Linked DNA regions of Rattus norvegicus: region 2 is linked to region 1. The links are chromatin contacts, called in public Hi-C maps. All regions are on one chromosome and are shown on one strand. The core of a region is the stretch at or near the end of the contact, and the rest is flanking DNA. Distances in the headings are between cores, read along the strand shown. Region 1 overlaps LOC102547244 (a long non-coding RNA gene). Region 2 holds the start of Rap2a (RAP2A, member of RAS oncogene family).

Region 1 (4,990 bases), core at 1,438-3,937:
CATTCACTCATTCCCTCACTCATTCATTCACTCATTCACCCATTCCCTCACTCATTCATTCACTCACTCATTCCCTCACTCATTCATTCACTCACTCATTCATTCACTCATTCCCTCACTCATTCATTCACTCACTCATTCACTCATTCCCTTACTCATTCATTCACTCACACATTCAGTCAGAGCAAACAACACTGACAAACAGAGCAGCCAGAATGGACTCCAGTGTCTCACATGCTGGAGGTGCCTGGTTTTGAAATGTGGAGGAATTCCTGAGCAGTGGGAAAACCAGATATGGGAATTGGGTGCATAGCGGAGGACCACTGCCAGGTCCTAACGTGGATAGAAGCTGAGCAAGATAGATGAGTATGTCAAGTCAACCAAGACCATCTGAAACCAAGATGGCTAATACCCCTCTTACCCACCCCTCACTGGCTGCTGCTGCTGCTTTCCCTGACTGTTCTGCTCTCCGAGTCATCCACCCTCGGGAATAGTGGTCCACAGCAGAAAGGCTGCTCAAACCTGCGGCGTTTTACTGGCGAACGTTACTGGAGAGGGGTTCAATAGTAGGCCAACATCGCACTGTGAAAACACACTGTCAGAGTAAAGGGTGTTTTCTGAGGCAGACTTGACACAATAGGCTACTGTCTATTGTGCACTTTCCGTAATTAATACCACTTAAGAGATGCCACTCAAGGCAGACCCAAGGTCCGAATTAGACTAGACTCAAGGGTCTGAGATTTTATCTACTTGAGACTCTGCAGGGGAGGCAGAGGGACATGAAAATGGAGGAGGCAAGGCTAGCTGGCTGAGTTTGCAGCTCCTCAGGGATCCTGGCTGTTCAACCCAGCACACCACACCACAGAGAGCCTGCTAGCTCCACTGGACATCCCATGCTGCATCGGGAAGGTCCCAGGGAGCACAGGGCCTCAGGCTGCCTGCTGCTGGTGCCCACCTCCCTGGAGAGGCCACTCCTGCCTTCCTGGTTAATAACACAGTGTTGAAAAGACAAGTAAGTGCTGCTTCGAGGTCCAGTGGTCACATTCATGTTGTGATCTTCTCTGGGGCCCGTCTCATTGTTTCCACTCACTGCTAATTGTACCCAAGTAATGAGAAACATTGTACCCAAGTGATGAGAAACCGTAAACAGCCTGCCTTCCCCAGCGCTTGCTTGCCTCGAAGGGTCTAGGGATTTCCTAAAACGTACAACACCAGAATCCACCCAGCCTTGGTTTGAAAGAGCCAATATTTATAAGGGTCTGGGTAGGGGCTGTCTCTGTTCTTACTGCCCTCCTCATGGATAAGAAATGAAGGGTTGTCTGGATCCTTGTGTGAATTTCTCTTTTCGGTTTATCTATCACACCTATCCTTGCACTGTGCTCTAACACATCCAAGTCTCTCAGGACCTTGGGATCCTCTGCCCACCTCCATCCACACTGCCTTCAAACTGTGATGATGCTTACCACTCAGGGCAAACCACACCACTGTGGACCCCTGACGTTGTTCATATCCGTGAATAAGATTTGTAGAATCCTAACATTTTACAGCGCACATGTACATGCACACACATGCACACTTGGCCACGTGGTGGGGGAGGGAGGGTCATAACCTAGTGTTTTTTAAAACCCACATTCCTATCTTATAAGTAATAAGAATCAAAGGGAAGAAGTAGTTAGCTGAGACATTCCACTTTGAGCTTGTTTGGTAACTAGTAGGAAGCCAGTAGGTTTGAGATAAGACCCCAACCCACAATTCCCTGTACTTTACGGGAAGTGGAGAGTCTCTTCTCCTCTCAGGGATCATAGATACTGAAATTATGCCTGCCCTTCTGAACAAGACCAAACAAATATACTCAAGTTTTTTCAAATATTGGCCCTCCATATTTTGGAAGGCAAATTGGGAGCCCTCTCAGGCTGTTTCCCAGACTTCCAAACACACAGAAATCGTCTGGGGACCTGCGGAACTGCAGGCTGGGATCCAGCAGTTCTTGGGTGAAGATCATACACTCCCCACCTGTGCCTGGGCCAATTGCTCAAAGGAAAAGCTGAATTGTATGTTGTCTTTCAGATCAAGAAATCTTCCAATATCATTTCAGTTTCCTATCCTTTAGCATTTATAAAAGCACTGGAACTACATCGGCCTTTTACTAAATCATGTCCAATATGTCTGGACAGAAGACTGTTAAAAACCTAATAAAAAAGCCATACATCTTTCCTTACTCGCCCAAGCTCCGGTCTCAGTCCCGTTTTGAAATCTTTACTTCTTTCAGTTACTTATAGCACGGTCATCGTCTGGAAAGTTGGAGACAATGACTAGAAGACAATGAAGGGACGAAATACAAGGTGTCTGGTGCAGACTGATATGGCCAGGCACGTAATTAATGCCTCTTTAAAAGTGAACAAAAGCAGAGCAAGAAGTAAAAAACAAAGCGATTACGCATCAGCTGCTGAAACACTGTGTCCTAGCTTAAACGAGGCTGGAAAAATGCTTCCACAGAGAACAGGATGCTTGAGGACTCTAGCCTTTTCCCGGAGGGGCTGTAATGGCTCCAGCCTCGCAGACGGGCTGCGCAGCGGCGCCAGCGAGCTCTGCTGCCCCCTGCTGGACGGAACGCGGGACTCGCGCCAGCCAGTCTGCGAGGCTCCCGCTGGCTCCCTGGGGACCCAGCACTCCTCCAGCAGGTTATGCAACACCAGCTCACTTCAGGAAAGGAAACCATCGACTTCATGGAGCTTCCAATGAGCCAGTGTTAAGAGTAAGGCGGAGACTAGAAAATAGCACGCATGTGTCCAGCCTTGGAGGCGCGTGTGTAAGGGGAGTGGACTAACTGAAAGGAAGCAGTGTAAAGATTAGCCGCAGGGTATGGTCTTCTAGTGACGCCGCACCTCATGACCAGCTACTGACATGGTGGGCGGCAGTGCTTCATTTCCGGAGTGCAGCCCCATCTTCTAGCTCCTTCAAGGTTATAGATCTTCTAGCTGTGTGACCTTCAAGGTTTTAAACTCTGACTGTTGGTGAACCATATCCAGTGGGTTGGTCTTTCCTAACAAGACACACAGTGAAGGCTTTATAGAGAGGCATATTAAGGTGGAGCAGGGCTATTCCCTCCTTTTACTGTTCAGAAATAATAAACATTTTGATATTTCCAGTATTCGTCCGGATCACCATATCTTTAGAGGAATTTTTCTTCTATTTGGACCGACCCTTTGGAGTTTTACCTTTTGGGGTTTTACTGATGTGAAGGAGGGGTCGTGGTGGTGGTGGCCGTTCACTCTTGTCCAATCTGGATGTGGATTAATGGTGTTTTCCAGCCCATAAAATATTTTAAAATTTTTATTTCACACGGGGTTATGAAGCATCGCTGCCTTTACGACAGCTCGACTGGAACTTTCAAAATTAAAAATGACAGGAACTGAAAGTTGTCATAGAGATTCCAAGGCACTACCATTCTCTTATTCTGTAGACGATGTTCTGCGCTTTTCAACCAAGTAAGAATAGATCTCTGGAGATGAGAAGATGACCACCACGTGTCTTTTCCCAGTCTTTGGATGGTACCTTTCACATCCTGGAAGGGAGAAAGCTGAGTCACCACCACAGAGTCTGAACCTGATTATCATATTCAGTAGCCACTGCCAAGCATACATTAGCACCTCTCCCAGAACTACTCTCTGTCTGCACAGGGCACCTGGACACTCTGCTCATGAGAATGCAATACCCAACATGAGTCAAGAAAGCCCAAAGACGTCCACCCTGATCTGGTGATAGATGACACCTGACCTCCTTAGCCAATATGCAGACTGAGACTGTATCTGGCAGAGTTTCTGGCTGCAGAACCCTTGACCGTCAGAAGTGAATGAAAGTTTGGTAAGCTGTGCTGGAGCACTGCCAGTGTGCGGTGCTGTGAGCCGCCCTCACAGGATTTCAGGGAAGAACTGTGGGGAGGAGGCACTGAATGCCTTAGATGCAGCGGGGAGAAAACCCTTCCTCCTACACCCTTAAAACAGAGCGAAAGGAAACAAAATAATAAAACTAATAACAAAATAACAAAATAATACCCCCCCACAAGCTACACCCTTACTTTTCTGGTCTCACCTGCTGCTTTCCTTAGGAGATAGTTTCAATGGAAAAGATTCTAAAGTTCATGTGTTCGAAAGCTTCTTGACCTTGCAGTTGGCGATGATCTTTGGGGGGTTATGGAACTGTGGCTGGGGTCACTGGGAGCCAGGTCTTTGGGGTCACAGCTCTGCCCTATTTTTGGACCCAGTCTCTCTGTGTGTCATCTGTCAAGAAGTGAGCAAGCTCTCCTACACTCCTTCTGCTCTGGTTCACCTCCACCAATACCCGTACTCTCAACCCAGGGGTGAAAATTCCTTTCTCCTTCAGTGTGCTTCTTCCTGGGCATTTGGTAGCAGCAATTTCAAAAGCTAAGCTACCTTACTAGTATGAGCTTCAGTGGTTTACACCAGGTAGGTCGAGGGAAAGGTAAAACTTGGGATTTGCTCAAAACATGGCCACACACACACACACACCTGATGCTCGACACACACAGCCAGGCACACCTGATGCCAGAAAGGGTGAGGTGGGGATGTCAGAAAGTCCTGGGAGGAACCCAGGCTGTGTTCTAGGCACATATCTATAGCTCATAGTTTGTGTGTTCTTGGAAGACACAGAAGTATTATAAACTCGTAAATAGAATTGCATAAGACTGTACTCATGACATAAATGATTCCTCACACGAGCGAACCAAGAAAGCCCAAAGATGTCTACCCTGAACTGCAGATAAAACATCATCAGACCTCCTTAGTTAGACGCCGCTGACACACATTCGGAGATCTTATCCGGCAGAGTTTCCAGGCGTACGGAAGGTGGATTGAGTTCAGGATGAATGAACTATTGAACAGTGGAGCTCAGGGAGTGGGCGATGGATTAGTGGACAAAAATAGCCCTGGACACCTGTGTAAATCCTTGGTGATCTGATCTACGCCATAAA
Region 2 (4,990 bases), core at 815-3,314, 330 kb before region 1:
AGAAAATGCACTAACGTGAGAGCTGTGCTTTACACCTGAGAGGAGTCAAGTGCCCCCCTCTTCAGGTCTGAGTATGCCGTATACACTGTACTATAGTGTCCAAGCTGGACTGGGCCCTTTAATGCCAGCACTCCATTGGCAGCAGCAGGAGAATCTCCGTGGATTCCAGGTCTGCCTGCTCTGCGTGGTGAGTTCCAGGACAGTCAGGTCAACATAGAGAATCTGTCTAAAAAAAAAGAAGCAGGGCCCAAGAGGCTCTTATGACACAACATTTACCCCACAGAAAAATGCTGCTCAACTCCACTCAGCCCATCGCCCTTCTTATATCAAGAGCTGCAACTAGTGAGTCTGGGTGAGTGGAATCTTAGTCTGTTGTCCCGGGTTGAAATATCAACAAACTGCTCTAGTAAACAAAGTAGCCATTATTATAACCGAGAGAGGAGCTACACAAATTCACCAGAAGCTGCAACATGGTGTGGCCCACCCCGTTGGGGACCTCAGCATGCTGGTTCCTGCACAGATGCGCTGACACGAACTGGGGTGTGAAGGAGGGGCAGCTGGAGCAGTTAACATGAACACTCGAGTATCTGGGAGAAGGAACTGAGGAGAGGACATTCTTTTGGTCTCTGTACAGGGTTAAAGACCCACCACTTGCAAGGAAATTTTGAGTATTCCCTGAATACAAATAACTTGTTCTGAGCTCTGAAGTGTGTAAACCCCAAATGACTGATAAATGTGATTATTGTTTCTATTTAAACCTTCAATGGTGACTTCAAATGTAGCTACAGGTAGAATAATTTTGGAAGACCCTCAGCAGTACTAGTTTATAAGGACCAGAAAAGAACGTTATCAGTAAAGAAGAACTAGAAAATCTTGCCAAAACTCTGTAATAACATGTTAGACTTTGATATTTAAAAGGTTGAGGGTAAAAATACATGGCATCAACTTAAGAGAAAACAAACACTGAAAGCATTCAGGTTACTGCCACATGCAAAATGCATTCTTTGAACAGTTTACATCAAGAAAAAGCGTGTTTGTCCCCCCCCCCCCCCCGCACTAACTTTAAATTAGCTGATACACAAGCCACAGCTCATACTAAACTTCTGTTTGGTTTCCAAGAATAGCCTCCTTCCTTTTTTTTTTTTTTTTTTTTTTTTTTTGAGGGGGCGGGGTGGGAAGGCTAGCTTTTAAGAGAGGAAGAGAAATGCACTCTTTCAACGTAAATGTCACAAGCGTGTTTCTATATGCCAAACCTCGTGAATGTTATGTGGTCTTCGAATTATTTGCCAATGTGCCTTTAAAGTTTTGCACTAATTCATTTCTGCCAACCTCCTGACAACATTTAATCTTTTCCGCGACAAGAAAGGGCCCCTTAACTAGTATTGACACTGTCACAAGATATGTACGTGCGAATTCTGGCTGTCAAACCTCTGAAGGGTGGATTTAAGCGCGCGCTCACTCTGCACAGACGTGCCTCCACTTAGACAGCTCCCCTTTCCCTAGCGCCCACCTACTCATCCCTTCTCTTCTTGCAAGTTTGAAACTTTGTTTTCTCTGGGGTCCAGAAGGAGCGCTACCAATGTCCTAGAAACAAAGGGCTGAGCTGGGGGTTAACGGGCTGCCCAATTTTACTTGTGAAACAAAGCCCGCAAGTCTGAGCCCCGGAAGGAGGTGGTGTAGCCCGGGCGAGCCAGGGACCGGGATCGCCGCAGCCACCGAGCCCCCGTGCGCCCCGCTCTGCTCACCGCTTCACGCGGATGATCTGGTCCCGCATGGGCTTGATATCCTGGAAGCTCTGCTGGTTGACCAGGCTGTAGACCAGGATGAAGCCCTGGCCGTTCTTGATGTACAGGTCCCGCATGGACGCGAACTGCTCGGTGCCCGCCGTGTCCAGGATCTCCAACACCGAAGGCGACGAGTCCACCTCGATCTCCTTGCGGTAGAAGTCCTCGATGGTGGGGTCGTATTTCTCAATGAAGGTGCCGGTCACGAACTGCACGGTCAGGGCGGATTTGCCTACCCCGCCCGAGCCCAGCACCACCACTTTGTACTCGCGCATCGTCCCTGCGCGGCCGCCGCCGCCGCCGCCGCCCGCGACATAGACCTGCGCCCGCGCGCCGCGCCCCGACCCCGCGGCCCCGCCGCCCTTACGGACACGCCGGCTCACGGCCGCGGCAGCGCCCTGGGCGCCGGCAGCGGAGCTACAACTGAGGGAGCAGCGCGCGGCCCTGTGAGCGGGCCAAGCCGGAGGACGATGCAGCCTGGAGGGCGCCGGCAGCAACGGAGCTCGAGCCCGAGCCGGAGCCGCCCGAACCGCGGCCCCGCAATGCCGCCCGCCCCGCCCCTCGCGCCTCCACGCCCAGCACCCGCCGCCGCCGCTGCTGCCGCCGCCGCTTCCCTAGCGCTGGAGCGCGCGCCCGAGCCCAGCCGCAGCGCTGCCAGGGGCGGAGCCAGCCTGGTGGGCGGAGCATAGAGGAAGGCCCTCCTCTCGCGCCGTCGCCTAGCGACCGTCGGCGCGCTCTAGCGAGACTCGGCTTCCGCAGACGTCTGGCAACACCCAGCCCTACAGGCCTCCGTACTGCGTCTGCGCGCTCTCCTCCTCCCGATGGCGGGCGACGTCAGACTCCCACGCTCAGGGTTTGCTGGAGGTGACAGTAGAGGAATGGTGGGCACAGGGAGACATGCGCACCGTGCTTGGGGGCCTCACGACGGGCCAGCCTGTGGCCGACATCACTCAGCTTGTCAGCCTTCAGAGAGCTTTGGCTTTAACTCGTTATACGTAACAACGTGAGCCTTAAGGGCCGCTGCCATAAGTTACACAAGCAAATCGAAGCTCCGCTAGTCGGCGGCGCCCAGCCTACACGCAACCTGGTCCGCGCCCGATGACGTCACCGGCACGCCCTCTAGCCCCACCCTCCTCGAGTTTGACGTAAGCCGAGCTCCTCCCCTGCACTGGTAGACAGCCACGGGCGCCTGGAAAACCTGGAGCTCGGATCCGCCAGCCACCGTCAAGAGACCCCCCCCCACACCCCTCCAGAGCAGCTCAGCAACAGCCTGCGGGGATGTCGATGCGGAAGCTCGGATTCACTGTAGCCAATCAGGTTGCGGGTCTGGACTCCAGACTACCACTCTTGACCAATGAGAAGACGTCTCATCTTGCTAGCCGATTGGTGTAAGACCCAGTGATAGACTGAGCCAACTCCCCTCCGGGGCTGGCGGGGCTGCGTTTGCGCTTGCGCACGCTCTGATAACCAATCGTAAGCCAGCTGAGGAGAGACGGCGGGCTGAGGGGAGCCAATCAAATCCCTCCCGGTGCTCTGCCACTCAGGTCTGAGGTATAGAGACAGTGCAGGGCTGCCAGGGAACTGGGAGGGGCGGGGCTGGAGCGCCCGACTCCCGGGTGTTCTGGCACAGGAGCGGGTTGCGTTGGCTGGGGAAAGGGATGATTTCTGTTCTAACGTCGCCTCCGTGGCATTCTGCCTGGAGATGGGCATGGAAGTGGTGGCAAAGGATGCGGGCTGGATCGTGGGCTGAATCGGGAAAACAGGGACTTTTGTCTTCAGGGTGAGACATTTTCCGGGCCCTCTGGAGACATCCATCTGGCAGCAGTTGCAGCGGTCCTCCGTTCGAGCCTCCTAAAATGTGTATTTTCTACCCTGTGGTAAACCAGCTTATCTTTGCCCTCCCCCGATCTTCGTCATACACTCCCAGCCATAATCGCAAATTTATGAAAAATTACACCCTCCAGCCTGCAATAACTGGTCATCGCATTTATCTTCATTAAACCATGTTCTTGAAATGACAACTCTGGTCATTACTGCCTCATACTTTTCAGAAGGCTGTATTCTTTTTCAATTCTGTCAGAGTTCGGTGTGCCCCTCCACCATTCTGATTTCCCACAAGGTCATTGTAGAGTGGATTTCAGTCTGGGCTCCTCTAACAGCGGGACATTCTTTTATATCTTTTCTGTCACTTGTCAAAGTACAAAAATGTATTCTGATATAGGAGTTCCCGACTGCCTATTGTTTCTGAACGTTTAAGCATTCCATATGCTTGAATTACCTAGCCACAACATGACTGCAAATTTTTATTTCAAACAATGTAGAGCGCAAGTGCCTTGTCAAATTGAAAATGTCAGCTGCCGTCTCTCCTTCCTTCAGATTCATGGACGTTTGGTTCCAGGCCACCTCCAGAACCAAAAGCCTGCAAATCAAATCCCGTATATGAAATGGCATATTCGTACTTAACCTACACACTCTCTTGTATATTCCGGTTCTCTCTAGATTCCTTGTCTGTCTGATATACTGTAAATGTTAGGCTAATAGTTATGATACAGTCTTTGGGGGGAATGAATCATAACAAACCTACTGTTCCGTACAGTTCTCCATCCCCCCCCCCACCCAGTATTTTTGAGTTGCTGCTGTTTGGATGCATGGATATGAAGTCTGCCGATATAGCTCAGGTCCGTCATTCTCAATTGTGTACTATGAAGTTTTGAGAAGTTGAAACTTAGAGAATAGGCAGTGAAGAAACTGTAGGAGGGAAGCATCAGGAACGTTTCATGGGAGTCAAAACTGAAGGGGATCTGCTCTCTCATTCTAATTTAATCATGTAAGAACATGAACTAAAGTCGAGGGAGCCTCGTTTCATGTCTGAATGACTCTGACAGCAATGTTTCAAGAAGCTGATACAGGAGGTCAGTAGCTGGATTTTGGAAGTCTAGTTTTCTGTGAGACTAGTAGGCTGGGTTGTGATTACTTCAGCTCCATAGCAGCTAGTTTTGTGAGGAAAAGCAGAATGCTTCCAGTACAACCAAACCATGTGTATGGGTGATAACATTTTCAGGTGTCAAGGGAATTAAGTAGAGCCTAGAAGCATCACATGTTCTTTGTGGATATGACAACCAGTATTGGTAGCCTTTCTCACCGCTGTGACTAAGTACTTAACAAAAGCAACTTAAAGGAGGAAAAGTTTATCTCCCCCAGTGCCT

What was found. A called contact is a pair of places that touch in the nucleus more often than the background predicts.
Region 2: a contact with region 1 is called in a Hi-C map of Schwann cells, with 4 times the contacts expected there. The contact joins the promoter of Rap2a here to the enhancer-like site in region 1. A contact is called at or near these places in 4 of 12 Hi-C or Micro-C datasets (Schwann cells, frontal cortex, mammary epithelial cells and 1 more) and 1 of 1 datasets of contacts at active chromatin or transcription factors (oligodendrocytes).

What each region holds. Positions count from the first base shown.
Region 1 is chr15:103,668,543-103,673,532 of GRCr8, reverse strand. LOC102547244 (a long non-coding RNA gene) reads left to right here. Exons shown (of 6, transcript XR_001841468.3): 4 at 2,270-4,990. Among named protein-coding and RNA genes, the nearest start is that of Oxgr1, 120 kb to the right of the region's middle. Within about 2 kb of position 2,687, at least 47 of the 93 cell types and tissues checked have an H3K27ac peak or open chromatin away from gene starts, as enhancers often do. A contact at or near this core is called in Schwann cells and prefrontal cortex, where this site is marked.
Region 2 is chr15:104,000,818-104,005,807 of GRCr8, reverse strand. It overlaps Rap2a (RAP2A, member of RAS oncogene family), which reads right to left and starts at 2,064. Exons shown (of 1, transcript NM_053741.1): 1 at 1,574-2,064. The coding sequence starts at 2,059. The coding sequence ends at 1,742. It overlaps LOC120097088 (a long non-coding RNA gene), which reads right to left. Exons shown (of 3, transcript XR_005494308.2): 3 at 3,368-4,203.